2 separate regions of the Danio rerio genome follow, and region 1 is linked to region 2. Evidence: chromatin contacts called from public HiCAR-type data. All regions are on one chromosome and are shown on one strand. Each heading gives the region's core, a stretch centred on a gene start, on an enhancer-like site or on the middle of the called end of the contact. The rest is flanking DNA. Distances are from core to core; before and after follow the strand shown. Region 1 overlaps rbms3 (RNA binding motif, single stranded interacting protein). Region 2 has its middle 23 kb from the start of stt3b.

The links. HiCAR-type assays count read pairs that join an accessible place to other places.
Region 1: a contact with region 2 is called in a HiCAR-type map of caudal fin, with 4 times the contacts expected there. The contact joins two enhancer-like sites. A contact is called at or near these places in 1 of 18 Hi-C or Micro-C datasets (embryo) and 1 of 4 datasets of contacts at active chromatin or transcription factors (caudal fin).

The regions. Positions count from the first base shown.
Region 1 is chr16:44,060,191-44,067,128 of GRCz12tu, reverse strand. rbms3 (RNA binding motif, single stranded interacting protein) reads left to right here. Exons shown (of 14, transcript NM_001431058.1): 11 at 5,474-5,584. Among named protein-coding and RNA genes, the nearest start is that of tgfbr2b, 83 kb to the right of the region's middle. Within about 2 kb of position 3,093, at least 13 of the 62 cell types and tissues checked have an H3K27ac peak or open chromatin away from gene starts, as enhancers often do. A contact at or near this core is called in caudal fin, where this site is marked.
Region 2 is chr16:43,905,259-43,912,293 of GRCz12tu, reverse strand. No RefSeq gene overlaps it. Among named protein-coding and RNA genes, the nearest start is that of stt3b, 23 kb to the right of the region's middle. Within about 2 kb of position 4,448, at least 1 of the 62 cell types and tissues checked has an H3K27ac peak or open chromatin away from gene starts, as enhancers often do. A contact at or near this core is called in caudal fin, where this site is marked.

The DNA of each region.
Region 1 (6,938 bases), core at 1,844-4,343, 160 kb before region 2:
AAGCATGGTTATTATCAGTGGGACATGAATAACAGTGTTGCATTCGCCCCCATAGGATCTCTTTCCATTTTAACCTGAATTATTTTTAAACTGAAAAACTCGGAGGGCCCTATCAAACACCCAGCGCAATAAAGCTCACAATGTGTTTAACCTTAACGCGATGTATTACTATTTTCAGACCAGCACAACCCTAATTTTCACGTTTTCCACCACGTTGTTTAAATAGCAAATTAATTTGCGCCACTTTGTGGACTCATGGGTGTGCAGGTCTAGAAAAGAGGTGTGTTAAGGCGCATTGTTGCCTTGTTGCTGTTTTGAGGAACTAAAATAGACTGTGCAATAGACCAGCTAAAATCAGGTCAAAAGTCCAGCACAGAGTACATTAGTTGTGCACCTTAAATGCTTACACATTGCTTAATACACACAGGATGTACTGCAATACACAAATATGTTTACAAATGAAAAATAATTAAAGGATTAAAATATTACAAAAATGATTACTTTATACATAAATATAAAAACCACTGCCTGCGTGCCTTCATCATCTTGGAAAGCTTTTTTCAGTTTATTTAACTTGTTTTTGTATAATGTTGTTAATATTATTAGCAGTATTATTTATTCTGAATATTTATATTTGTTATATTAAAAACAAGCTTAGATTTGTCCACCTGTTGGGCTTTAGACCAGATGGGGCATAGCATCTTTAATTGGATATAACTCAGTTTTTTGACCACACTTTATTATTATTGTTCATTTATTTGTTTGCTGGAAATTAAAACTGATTTTAGAAATTGAATTAAATCTTTGTGCTTAACAAACAGAATTAAAAATGTAGACTAATGGATGTCTTTAGTGAAGTGCATACAACTCCGTTTCCTTATCCACGAAAGAGAGAAAGAGAAAGTAAAGAGGCCGAATAGAGGAGGTTCATTCTTTATCTTCGCACTGCAGATGGTCTGTTTAACTAGTGAAGCATTCAGTATTTCCACTTACAAAGTCCACCATGTAAATGGCAAATGTGCCATGGCGTTACCAACTGACTCTTAACGGAAATTGGAGATAAGACTCTGATTGATTTGATACACCTTATGCTCAAAACACACCCATTACTCATTAAGAGAATAAGCACAACCCTGTTAGACCAGGTGCTCAGGCACAAAACATATTTTTCCGTCCTTAAAATAGCAGAAATGGATTCGGACACTCTTGCATGCTTTTGCATTATGTGCTTTGGACTTTGCGCGTAGACTGTTAAAATAGAGCCCAGAGATTTCAAACTCAAGGATGTGTTATTGCACTAAATACCTGTAGGTTGAACATTAGTGTGACACATAAAAAAAGAAACACAACTTGTAATAAGGAAAAAAGAGCCACTGCAATAATTAACTTTTTGCACTTAAAAACAGAAGTTAGGAGCTAGCTGTGGGACACGGCCTGAACCTCATGACATTTGGCAGCTCCATTAAATGTTGCATCCTAAATGTGCTGTTATAACCTGGAAATCAAATGTTGTCAGGGCTTCGAGAAAATCAATTTGGTACTTTCGACCCACGTTACTTTCGTCCCCGCTCTCCCCTAACCGGACGTTCCATACAATTCTGGATAACAGATTATCTGTTCATATGGTTCACATCAACAGTTACAAATTGACTTTTTATTTCACAATTCGGAGGAAAAACAATAGATTAGCAAGATACAAAATCAAATCTGGGTGAGCTTACATTGGAAAAAAATAGAATTGTGAGAAAACCCAAAAGTTTGTGTTTATTAGGGCGTATTCAATTAATATCTCACAATTATTTTCTCTTAATAGGCTTTTAGTTTATACGCACAAAATACAGAAAATATTATTTCCATTAAAATAGCCATTTTCTGTTTTGGTATTTTTTTAAATGTAGTGATATCATAGCTAAAATGTAAGCATCATACTTCAGTTTTCACATAATTACCATTTCATTATCCTAAAATCATCATTTTATTATTATGATTCCATAATTACATTATTATTATTATTATTATTAGTAGTAGTAGTAGTAGTAGTAGTAGTAGTAGTAGTAGTATCAATGATAAAAATCAATGATTAAGGATTTTCTAGGATTCTATGCCGAGCATAAATTCCAAAAAATAAAACAGCATTTATTTAAAATGTAAATGTTATGTACTATTATTAATCTACTTTTCTGTCCCTTTTGATGCACTCTTGCTGAATATCCCAAATAATTATTTCCCAAAACTAAAGAAAATTCAATTTTAAGGAGTAAATAAAATAAAAAAAATCCTTACAACATATTGAAAGTGCAATACATTTCATAAAACTGAAAACTTCAGATGTGTTTTTTCATTCATTCATTTTCTTGTTGGCTTAGTCCCTTTATTAATCCAGGGTCGCCACTGCGTAATGAACCGCCAACTTATCCAGTACATTTTTACACAGCGGATGCCCTTCCAGCCGCAACCCATTACTAGGAAACATTCTCATACACTCATTCACATACACACTACGGACAATTTAGCTTACCCAATTCACCTGTACCGCATATCTTTGAACTGTGGGGGCAACCGGAGGAAACCCACACGAACGCAGGAAGAACATGCAAACTCCACACAGAAACGCCAACTGAGCCGAGGCTCGAACCAGCGACCTTCTTGCTGTGAGGCGACAGCACTACCTACTGCGCCACTGCATCGCCCTACTTCAGATATGTGTATCTGCTAAAAGTGCTCTACAGTCAGGACGGATGAATTAAACGCTTTCTCATCATCCTCCGCCAAAGCATCTGAGAAGCGCTGAACTTTCTGACAAACTGTTTGACGGAGGGTCTCCTCGGAATGATTAATCCTAATCAGGCTGGCATGTGAGAACGAGCGTGTGCGTCCAACTCTGGCCTAATTCTGCCCAAGCTCTCATGTGATCCGTCAGATGATCGCAGTCGTTCTCCCTCTCCCTCTTTCTCTCTTTTGCCTGTTCTTCACATGTGTTTGCACTCTCGTCCCGGCGTGCCTGAAACGTAAACAGACCCGCAGTGTGGAGCAGCTCTGCCGTTAAGTGAGCAATGCATCATCTCTGCAGAAGTATGCATGACTCGCATTTGGATCGCATTATTTCACTTGTTGAAGTGGAACAGCTCACGTCTGGCCCTCATAATAGAGTCCAGCTGCGGCTGTACGGGCCAATAAGAAACAAGCAGAGCGCTTTTTGTGGAGAGCATGGCTGTCTGATCAGCTTGTTGACTCTAATAAAGTTGTCCCGATGCATTGGTGAAAGGCCGTTCATCTCTCCTCTCATTCTGCCAGTGGCTAGTGACTTGAGAAAAATTACTGGCCATAATTGTTTTTTTTATCATTTGTGGCTCTGTTTGTGCATCATTTCTTTTAAAAATAGAGTGAATCATTTAAAAAGAAAGTCTAATTGCAAGCATTATAAGCAGTGTTGCTTTCAACATTGCTTTCAACTTTAATTAGTTTGTTTATATGGCATGTGTAGCGTCAGAAAGTTCTCAGAAGGTAACATTGTTCCAACTTTTTAAAAAGGTAAATGAAGATGTATGTTATACAATGTGTCTCTAAATGCAAAGCTCCTATATTTAAAAAAAGAAAAGTACCCTTCAAGTTCTGAAAGAGGTCAAGCCTCAGACAGGTATGAAAGTGTAACTCAAAAGTAACATAACACGTTACTTTCCTTAAAAAGTAACGCAACTAGTTTTTTTTAGGGGAGTAACTGAATATTGTAATGCATTACTTTCAAAAGTAACTTTTCCCAACACTGATTATAAGTGCCATTATTTTTTTTTGACTACATTATAACTGGCCATAAATATTTTTTATTACCTTTTGTAAAACTGTATGTGCATCATTTCTGAAAATAGAATAGACCGAAAAAATAAAAATAGACAGAAGAAGCATTATAATTATTATGTATTGTTGATTATTATTTTTATTGATGTTTTTAATCATACAATAACAGTGAGTAACAGTTCAAAATGACCACTTCACCACGTAGTGATGCCACGGAAGGACTACAGAATTCATAAAGTGTTTTTAGGTGTAGCGGCAGTTTGCGACAATGGTGCCAATGACACAAAGAGATGGAATGTGAGCAGAAATATAGAAATACCCTGCTACTTGTAAATGAAGAAGAAATAACGAAACAATGCATTATATTTCCTTCATCATTAAATATATATATATTTCCTTAATAATTAAAAACTTGTTAACAAGCTTTATTATCAATGTCAACTTAAGTGCAATGAGGATTCATTTTGGAAATTAAAACTAAAATAAAATTAGAGACAACTAAAATAAAAGTACAAACATACTGTAAATTAATAAATTAATTCATAAAGTGTGTTTGTTATTTTAAAGTGAAAGAACTAAAACAGCCAATAAATAAGCTTTTTCATTTACATTTTCTTTGTTGATTATATTTAACTTTTTCATTTTAATTATTTGTTATAATATAATAAATTAATATTTAAATAGGCCTAAATAATTATTTATTTGTAGAAAATATCAGAGAAACACAGAGAAGCAGTCTGGTGCATGCTCTAAAAGGGCATGAATATTGGTTTTGATATTGAGATATTGTTACCGTATTTAATAGCAGTATTAAATACGTTATTTATATAATTACTATTACAATTATTTTACATTGCAACTGTAAAAGTACAAAAGTTTTTTTTTTAACCTTTAGCCTTTAATTTGGTTGGCAATTTTCTTTTTAATTGCTACTCTTTTTAAAAAATTTAACAAAACACTTAAACTTGCTTGGTTGCATGTTAAAGCAAACTCACAGCTTTGCAGGAATAGGGAGTTTGTGTGGGTCATTTACTGAAACATTGAACACACTTAAGCGGGGGCACGGTGACTCAGTGGTTAGCACTCTCGCCTCACAGCAATAAGGTCGCTGGTTTGAGTCCCGGTTGAGTCAGTTGGCATTTCTGTGTGGAGTTTGCATGTTCTCCCTGTGATCACATGGGTTTCCTCCAGGTAATCCGGTTTCCCCCACAGTCCAGACATGCGGTATAGGTCAACTGAATAAACTAAATTGGCCATAGTATATGAGTGTGTAATAGAGAGAGTATGAGTGTTTCCCAGTACTAAGTTGCGACTGGAAGGGCTTCCTCTAAATAAAACATATGTAGGAATAGTTGGCGGTTCATTCCGCTGTGGCGACCTCTGATAAATCAGAGACCAAGCCGAAGGAAAATGAATGAATGAATGAAAAAACTTATTATAATCTGTTTTCATGAAAAAGTCACAGTTCTCATCTCATATTACTTAGATATTTAAATAATTAAATATTTGAGAATCACAGTCAGTCATATTGCATTCTCGACTGTTGTTAGAATTAACAGCCAGCTGGTTTCATACACTCTCCAACACAGATTTTTACTCGTATTTGATCAATTGGTGAGTGTTTATTTAAGGCCCTGCCAGTAACCGTGTGTTTGCCCATGTGTGTCTCCTCTTATAGGGTGCTGTTATAACGCCAACCATGGACCACACCATCTCCATGCAGCCTGCGAACATGATGGGACCCCTCACCCAGCAGATGAACCACCTGTCTCTGGGCACCACTGGCACTGTGAGTGTGTGTTCAAGTCTGTTCACCTACTATCCAAACGCTAATTAAAAGTTTGCAAACTGATGTTGGAAAAGAAAGTAAAGCTCTGCCCAGGGGTGAGAATAAAGTACCTGGGAAATAAAATATGGATATGGTGTCAATATCATACTCAATTAAATCCATCTAGCCAAAATCACTCCTGAGCGAAATCCAATTATAAAATCCACATTGATTTGTATTTAAGTCTTTAAAATTAAAAGCAATAAGGAAAGAAAAATTAAATAGTACTTTAAATAAATGCTAGCAATGAGCGGTTTTGTTTGGTGCCTTTCACTTTATATGATACATTCACTTGAAGATTTGTATTTGTTGGCCAGTATATAGTAGATTTTTGGCTTTTAAATATAGAACAAATATACAAAGTTATTGGCCATCAGTATTAGACAACATCTTTATATTTGTGCATCTCTAATAGTTTTTTTTGTGCTTGTTTTATTTTCTCCGCATCGCGAATGCCTCCTTAGGGACTCCCCATTTCTGTGATGGTCACTTTGAACAATAGATTTTGATGGGACATTTTATGAAGAGCGAAAAATAAAAATGATTAACATTGAATAAAATAAATTAAAGTAAATGAGCAGCCACATCACTCAGCCTGCACTATTTTTTTCTGCTAATGGTTAAACAGATTACACTATGGTTTTTGGGTCATGGATCGGACCATTTTTTGGATCAGCACAAAAGGGAGGAGACAAATGTCAATTTCTTTTCAATTATACAAAAACATTACTGCAAAAAAACATTGGTTTTAGCAAACAGAACTTAGAGCCTGTCATTTTAATCAAAATAAAAAATCAGCTGAAAAAATGTATTTAATAAAATAGTATTCAGCTTAAAAATTTTATTTAATACAAAAAAAATTATCTTTGGTACTGCTGCTAATAATGCTAAATAAAGAAATCTTGTACAACAGATCATATTTATGTTCAATTAATGATTCAACAATTCACACATAAACTTTTGTTTGATTGTAGGTGTATCATTTTTGTAAACCTATTCAGTGACATAATTTTGATGGTTGTTTGTCGCCACCCATTGGTTACACAATGTAATTGCAACAACATTCACCAGCGTCAATTCCATTAAACTGTGATTTTAATCTTGAGCATAAACATCAGTGTTTAAGTCTGAACTATAAACTGTTCTCCCAGTACTTCTGTGTTGTTTAATTGTTTTTAACTAACTGAAAAAGTAAAAACTGAATCTATCTCGATCAAATGCAGATTTGTATGCAGAGCTTCGAAGGATTAATAAACACATGCAAATCATTATCATTTATCATTCATGTGGTGCGGGTTTTAACTGAGATCATGAT
Region 2 (7,035 bases), core at 3,199-5,698:
TTGTGTTGTAAGTTTTGGTGGTCTTCATATTAAATATTATATTTTCATGGGACATATAGGGCAGCAATTCTTGTTCGTTTTAAAGTTTTTATTTTATAATTCAACTTTTTTTATTAGTCAGAACCCAAAGAACACACTTTATCCCACACATACATATGATACATGTTACATATTTAGACAACTATCAACACCAAGAAAAAAACAACATATATAATATTTAAACACATGGAAATTAAGGTTGTTGTAGCCTTGTAAGACATACTTATTTTAATGGTCGCCAGAGATTATCCCAATTCCTAGCACTTCTCCTTCAATATTTAATCTCCCCAGTGTACACTCGTATGACGCAATTTCAATCAGTTCATTTTAAAGTTGATTTCTCGTCTCATTTTCATCTTTTAGTTTTACTTATTAGTTTTAGTTTTATTACTTTTTATTTTGATTTATTTATTTTTTATATTTATTTATTTTAAAATATGACTTCTAAAATATGAATAATTTAAAAACACTGCTATAGATAAAGGTAATTATATATACATATCTCTTGAGGAATATTTCTAGTACCTTGTTGAATCTATGCCATGAAGGATTAAGGGAGTTCTGAAGGCAATATGGGGTTCAACCTGGTCCTAGTAAGGTGTACCTAATAAAGTGGCCGGTGAGTGTATATAATTTTTAGAAAACGTTGTACAGTATTGGGTTTTGTTAATATTACAATAGCGACTATAGAATAATTACAGAGTAATACAAGTAGGCTAATTTGAATAACTTAAAAACACAATAAAGTTTACTATAAATGCCTATAGGTTGTTTTTTTTTTCCATGTGGGAGCTCAGCTTTGTTTTGGAGTGAGAGTTTTGAAATTCCTGAGAGGGACCGACAGCGACCATAATGACAGAGAAAACGACGAGTCCCCCAGACGGGACATTTTTATCCCCGGCAGCTGAAACACACCCCTGTTCCTCTCACCGTCTTTTTTTCCCCAGCGTCTATTGTTTCTTTACTATTTTAGCCCCCTAAAACCACTGGAGCGTCTAGGGAAGAAGCAGACTAGGGAATGAACTGGTATCGGAGAGGCTGAAGGGCTATAAATACCGCTCTGTGGCGCTGATCTCAGAATAGGATTTATGGACCCGTTCAGATTCTTGGCATTTGTTGTTGTTGTGGTTCTGGAGAGACCAGAGGAAACCGTACTGCATTCACATTTCTCCTTCGGTGAGGGATGGAGTAAACAGTTTAGTCTCTAGTCTCCATTTTTTTTTAGAGATGGCTGTAAATAGATAAGAGTACTAAAATCTTTAAATATAATATACTAAAAAAGAGATTTACGAGACCTCAAATATGTGTGACTGTGAAGTCGACTTCATTTAATGTGAAGAATTCGTTAGTTTGGGTGACGTGGTGGTGCCGTAGGTAGTGCTGTCGCCTCACAGCAAGAAGGTCACTATTTCGAGCCTCGGCTGGGTCACTTGCCATTTTTATGTGGAGTTTGCATGTTCTCCCCATATTTGCATGGGTTTCCTCTGGGTGCTCCGGTTTTCCCTACAAGTTCAGAGACATGCGGTACAGGTGAATTGGGTAAGCTAAAATTGTCCATAGTGATGTGTGTGAACGAATGTAAATGGGTGTTTCCCAGTGATGGGTTGCAGCTGGAAGGGCATCTTCTGCGTAAAACATATGCTTGATAAGTTGGCGGTTTATTCCGCTGTGGTGACCCCAGATTAATAAAGCGACTAAGCTGAAAAGAAAATGAATGAATGAATTTGTAAGTTCGTTCGGTAAGTTATTCGTATTGAAATAAGTGTGATTGTGAAGGAGACTTTTTTAATGTGAGGAATGCATAAGTTCATTTAGTAAGTTATTTATATTGAAATAGGTTTGACTGTGAAGGCTACTTTTAAAGTGAACCCCTCCACCCTCCACCCAAAAAAATTATTCATTGAAGATTCATTTGTAAAATCATAGTGATTTAAAAATCTATTTAAAAATGTTAAACAGTATAAATTCTCTATTAAGAAATAGGGGAATACATCTAAATGCATAAAGTTTTAATTAAGTGTTTGATTGTTTTAGTACTTAATGTACAAATCTTTACAAAAAGCATATTTTGCATTACTAGATTGAAAGACCACAGAAATCCTATGCAGTATAATCGGAAGTGGATGAAAGACTCTAACCTTAAGCATTTGTGTGGCATATTTTTTAACTGGAATGTGTCTCTTGTTTACTTGTGATCTGATCGAGCAAACATGGCAGCATCAGTTATGTTAAATTCGCTGTCTCCCCTTTGTCTCATCTGCATAGACAACCTTGCCTTTCTCATAGTAATCTTTATAAACTAGCCCACGTACGGTTTATGGTTGAAAAAGCCGCACACTGCAGCACGCAGGTGCACAGTGACGAAAATAGACTGACTGCATCAAAGAGGCGCTCAAAATTGGCCAATAACAAGAAATAATATCGATTGCAGCCCCAACCACATGAAAACAAAAGTAACGAGCCTAATTTAAAAATGTAAGGAGTAGAAAGTACAGATGTTTTTGTAAAAATGTAAGGAGTAACAGTAAAAAAAATATATAAGTAGTGGAGTAAAGTTCCTACACTGTAGGATCCTAGGATCCAGGAGGAACAATGCGGTTTTCTTCCGGGCCGTGGCACGCTGGACCAGCTCTATACTCTCACTAGGGTGCTCGAGGGTTCATGGGAGTATGCCCAACCAGTCCTCATGTGTTTTGTGGACTTGGAGAAGGCATTCAACCGTGTTCCTCGTGGCATTCTGTGGAAGGTGCTGTGGGAGTATGGGATCAGAGGCGATTTGTTAAGGGCTGTCTCGTTCCTTTATGAACAGAGTAGGAGTTTGGTTCGCATTGCCGGCAATAAGTCCTGGTAGGGCTGCCCTTTGTCACCAATCCGGTTCATAATTTTTGTGGACAGAATTTCAAAGTGCAGCCTTGGGCTAGAGGGTTTCTTGTTCGGGGACCACAGGATTTCATCTCTGTTTGCAGACGATGTCGTTCTGGGATCTTCAGCATGCACTTGGGCGGTTTGCTGCTGAGTGTGACGCGGCAGGGATGAGAATCAGTACCTCCAAGTCCGAGGCCTTGGTGCTCCACCGGAAAAAGATGGTTTGCCATCTCCAGGTTGTAGGAAATTCCTTACCCCAGGTGGAGGATTTCAAGTGTTTTGGGGTTTTGTTCATGAGTGAGGGAAGGATGGAGCATGAGATTGACAGGCGGATCAGTGCAGCGGCAGCAGTAATGCAGTCGATGTACCGGTCCGTTGTGGTAAAGAAGGAGCTGAGCCGAAAGACAAAGCTCTTGGTTTACCGGTCAATCTACATTCCTACTTTCACCTATGGTCATGAGCTTTGGGTCATGACCGAAAGGACAAAGATCTCGAATACAAGCAGCTGAAATGAGTTTTCTTTGTAGGGTGGCAAGGCGCACCCTTATAGTCAGGCTGAAGAGCTCTGTCACCCGGTAGGAGCTCGAAGTATGGCTGCTGCTCCTCCACATCGAGAGAAGCCAGCTGAGGTGGCTTGGGCATCTGTTTTGGGTGCCTCCAGGTTGCCTATCTAGAGAGGTGTTCCAGGCATGGCCCTCTGGGAGAAGGCCTCGGGGAAGACACAGGACACGCTGGAGGGACTATGTCTCTCGGCTGTCTGGGGTTCTCTCCTGCTGCCCTCACAACCTGGCCCCGGATAAACGGATGAAAATGATGATGATGATGATGATGATGAAAGTGCTAATACCTGAAAATTCTACTTAACTACAGTAACAAAGTATTTGTACTTAGCTACTTCTCATCTCTGCTTTTCAGTTAAGAATGGCCAACAACATTGTCTCTGGATCTGATTGCCCTATGTCTCACCTGGTTGCACACTGATGGCATCATTTGCCAAAGTTGCTCAGAGACATTGCTCAAAAAGTTGCCCCGTGTATCATCACCTTAAGAATGAATTCAGTGGAAAGACTGTGAACTGTGTTGTTTCTGCTCAACCCCGTTAGACCACATGAGCATCTACCCTACAAACCAAACAGACAATGTATTTTCACATACTCTTAACGTTTTCAAAAGCAAACAAGATCAACACCTCAACTTGTGATTAGACTGACACAAAACAACACCAAGTGAAAGCATGTCTTCTAAATCAGAATCCTGCTTTCGATAATCTGATTCATTCCTTGTTAGCGACTCCTGCTTGTTTTATAAACTGGTTTTGCTTGAGCACCACACCACTGTAGCAGGCCTGCTGCTTGAAATGTTTCTCCAAAGGTCATAAAGATCTCCATGGGTCTTCTCCAGTGGTAAAGCTGAAGTGTTGTGCAGGTTTAGGCTGTGCTTTGCTCACTGATAAGTATCTGTTTGAAGTCGTTCACCTTTTTGCTTGCACGTCTGGTATAGCGAGCCGCCATCAGGCTGCATTTCATCATGCTCTTTGATCATTGGCGCCACCCGAGGGTACAGAGATCAAACAGCAGATAACAGATAGACACCGCAAGACTATCATACCTCGTCTAAACAAACACATATGGAAGGAGCTGAGATAAAAAAAAAGTTAAAAACCTAGATGATTTGAGCACTAGTGTGTCTACGTTGTGCTCTTGATGATCATAAAAGTGTCAATAAACCAAGAATCAGCCTATTTTTTATGATATGCACCTATTTTTATGTTCAAAACTAATTAATTAATTTACAAGAATTTCATTCATTCATTCATTCATTCATTCATTCATTCATTCATTCATTTTTTTTTCACAGCGGAATAAATCATCAACTATTCCAGCATATGCCCTTTGAGCCACAACCCAGTACTGGGAAACACCCATACATTCACACACACTCATACACTATGGCCAATTGAGTTCATCCAGTTCACCTGTACCTGTTGTGTGAAAACCGGAGCACCCAGAGGAAACCCATGCAAACATGGGGAGAAACTCCACAGAGAAATGCCAACTGGCCCAGCCAGGACTCGAACCAGCAACCTTCTTGCTGTAAGGCAACAGTGCTAACCATTGAGTCACCGTGCCACCTATTTGCTGAATTTTAATATCTCAAATGCTTTAAACTTATATTTTCTCTTCTTATTATAAAATGCCTCTATTAATGATGTGTTTAACAAGAAATCTAATCAATGCTTACTTACAATTTACATAAATATAAGTTTTACATATATATATATATTTTTTTTTTGTTTGTGTATTACTTGTGAAGTTTCTTTCCAATTTAAATCAAAATGTTTGTGATTTAGAGGATTTTCCCAAACCAAAACAAATTTTATTTTATTACAAACACATATTTTACAAGAAACGTACATTTTCACTTATAAAAATTGCAACAGGGCCTGACTTAAGCTGACTTAAGTCCTCAAAAAATCTTTCAAAAACAAGCATAATATCATACAATTCAACTATAGAACGCATCCTTAATCACTGTCAGCTTCTCCTCCGTCAAATGATGCCCCTTCCGAGTCATAGCCTTAAACATGTTTGCACGTATTTTATGTTTAATTTAATGCAAATGTGACTGGACTGACAGAAACATGGGGACAATTGTAAATTTATTTGTAATATCAGGGTTTCCTTAAAATGACTTAAAATGTCTTAAATTTTTAAATTAATATTTTAGGCCTTAAAAGGTCTTGTTGACAAAAATATTGTGTTGTAGGTCTTATAATTCTATACCTCTAATAACTCTAAACAGGTCTTAAATTTTCTCTCTCCAAGTAAAGCTACCCAATCCGCCGAGATCCATCTAATCGCCAACAATCCATCTCAAAAAAATTTTATTGCAAAAAACTACAGAAAACTCTCCAAATTAAAATCCCTAAACTAAAAACAGTTACACAATTACTCATGATAATACATGCATAATACATACCTTTACATGATTTTTTTATTTATACAAAAACTACATACAGCAGTAAGAAGGAGTGGACATTGTTTAAAAAAAGTGTGTACAACTTTAAAATATGTGGCTACGACATAACTCGGTCACACTTTATTTTGATGGTGCATTTGTTGAATTTAAGTTACATTGCATCTACAGTACATGCCAACTAATTCTCAATAGATTATAAGTAGTGTTAGTAGTGGGATTAGGGTTAGTGTAAATTGACATGTACTTACAAAGTTACTTATAGTGAGTTAAATGTCTGTTAAAGGAGCAGTATCAACAGATATTAAGCGGACAGTCTACTAATACTCAAATGGACCATCTAAATAAAGTGTTACCAATAACTACATTTAATTTTTGTGGCAAGTAAAAAAACTATTCCATTGGCCCAACTGGGCCAATATCAGAAATCCTTAGTGTTTAGCCATGTATGTCTTAAATGTAATTTATAATGATCTTAAAAGGGTATTAAAAGTCTTCAATTTGACTTGGGGAAACCTGCAAAAACCATGATTATAGATTTGTAGTATTTATTAGTAGAATTTATGTATAATTTCATGTTTTTGATTTATTGATGTGAATAATTTGTGTGAAAATCATTTGATGTGAAATATTTTTTTCTAAATAACATTTTTTAGCATAACAAAACTTAAAACTGTAGGTTCAGTTGGGCTGAGTAGAAGGACAGTGACAGGGTTTGTACATTTGTAAAGTGTTTTTAATAAAGAACAAAACTCTGAGAACCAAATAAATGACATATTTCTTTACAGACCAACTCACAGAAATCAACCATCAGTCCATTTTAGACAGTTTTGGGATGAAATACTTTTTATTCATTTCTGTTTTTATTCCAGGGACAGATAATGTACATTTCTGGTGGAATGTCCCATATACTTTATTTAGTATATAGTATAGTATTTAGTCATTAGTATTATTTCATAATATTAATTAGTTTTGTCATCTTTTTGAACTTCTTGGAACTAATTTCTGCTACACAGTTATTGGTTGTTTACTAAACTCTTCCGTTCCCAAACTAAACCCCTACATCAAACCCTTTTGTTGTCAGATCTGAGGCTTTGACTGTTTTTCTCCAGTGATTGATGATCCTGGCCTAAATTTGTGTGTGTGACTTTTAAT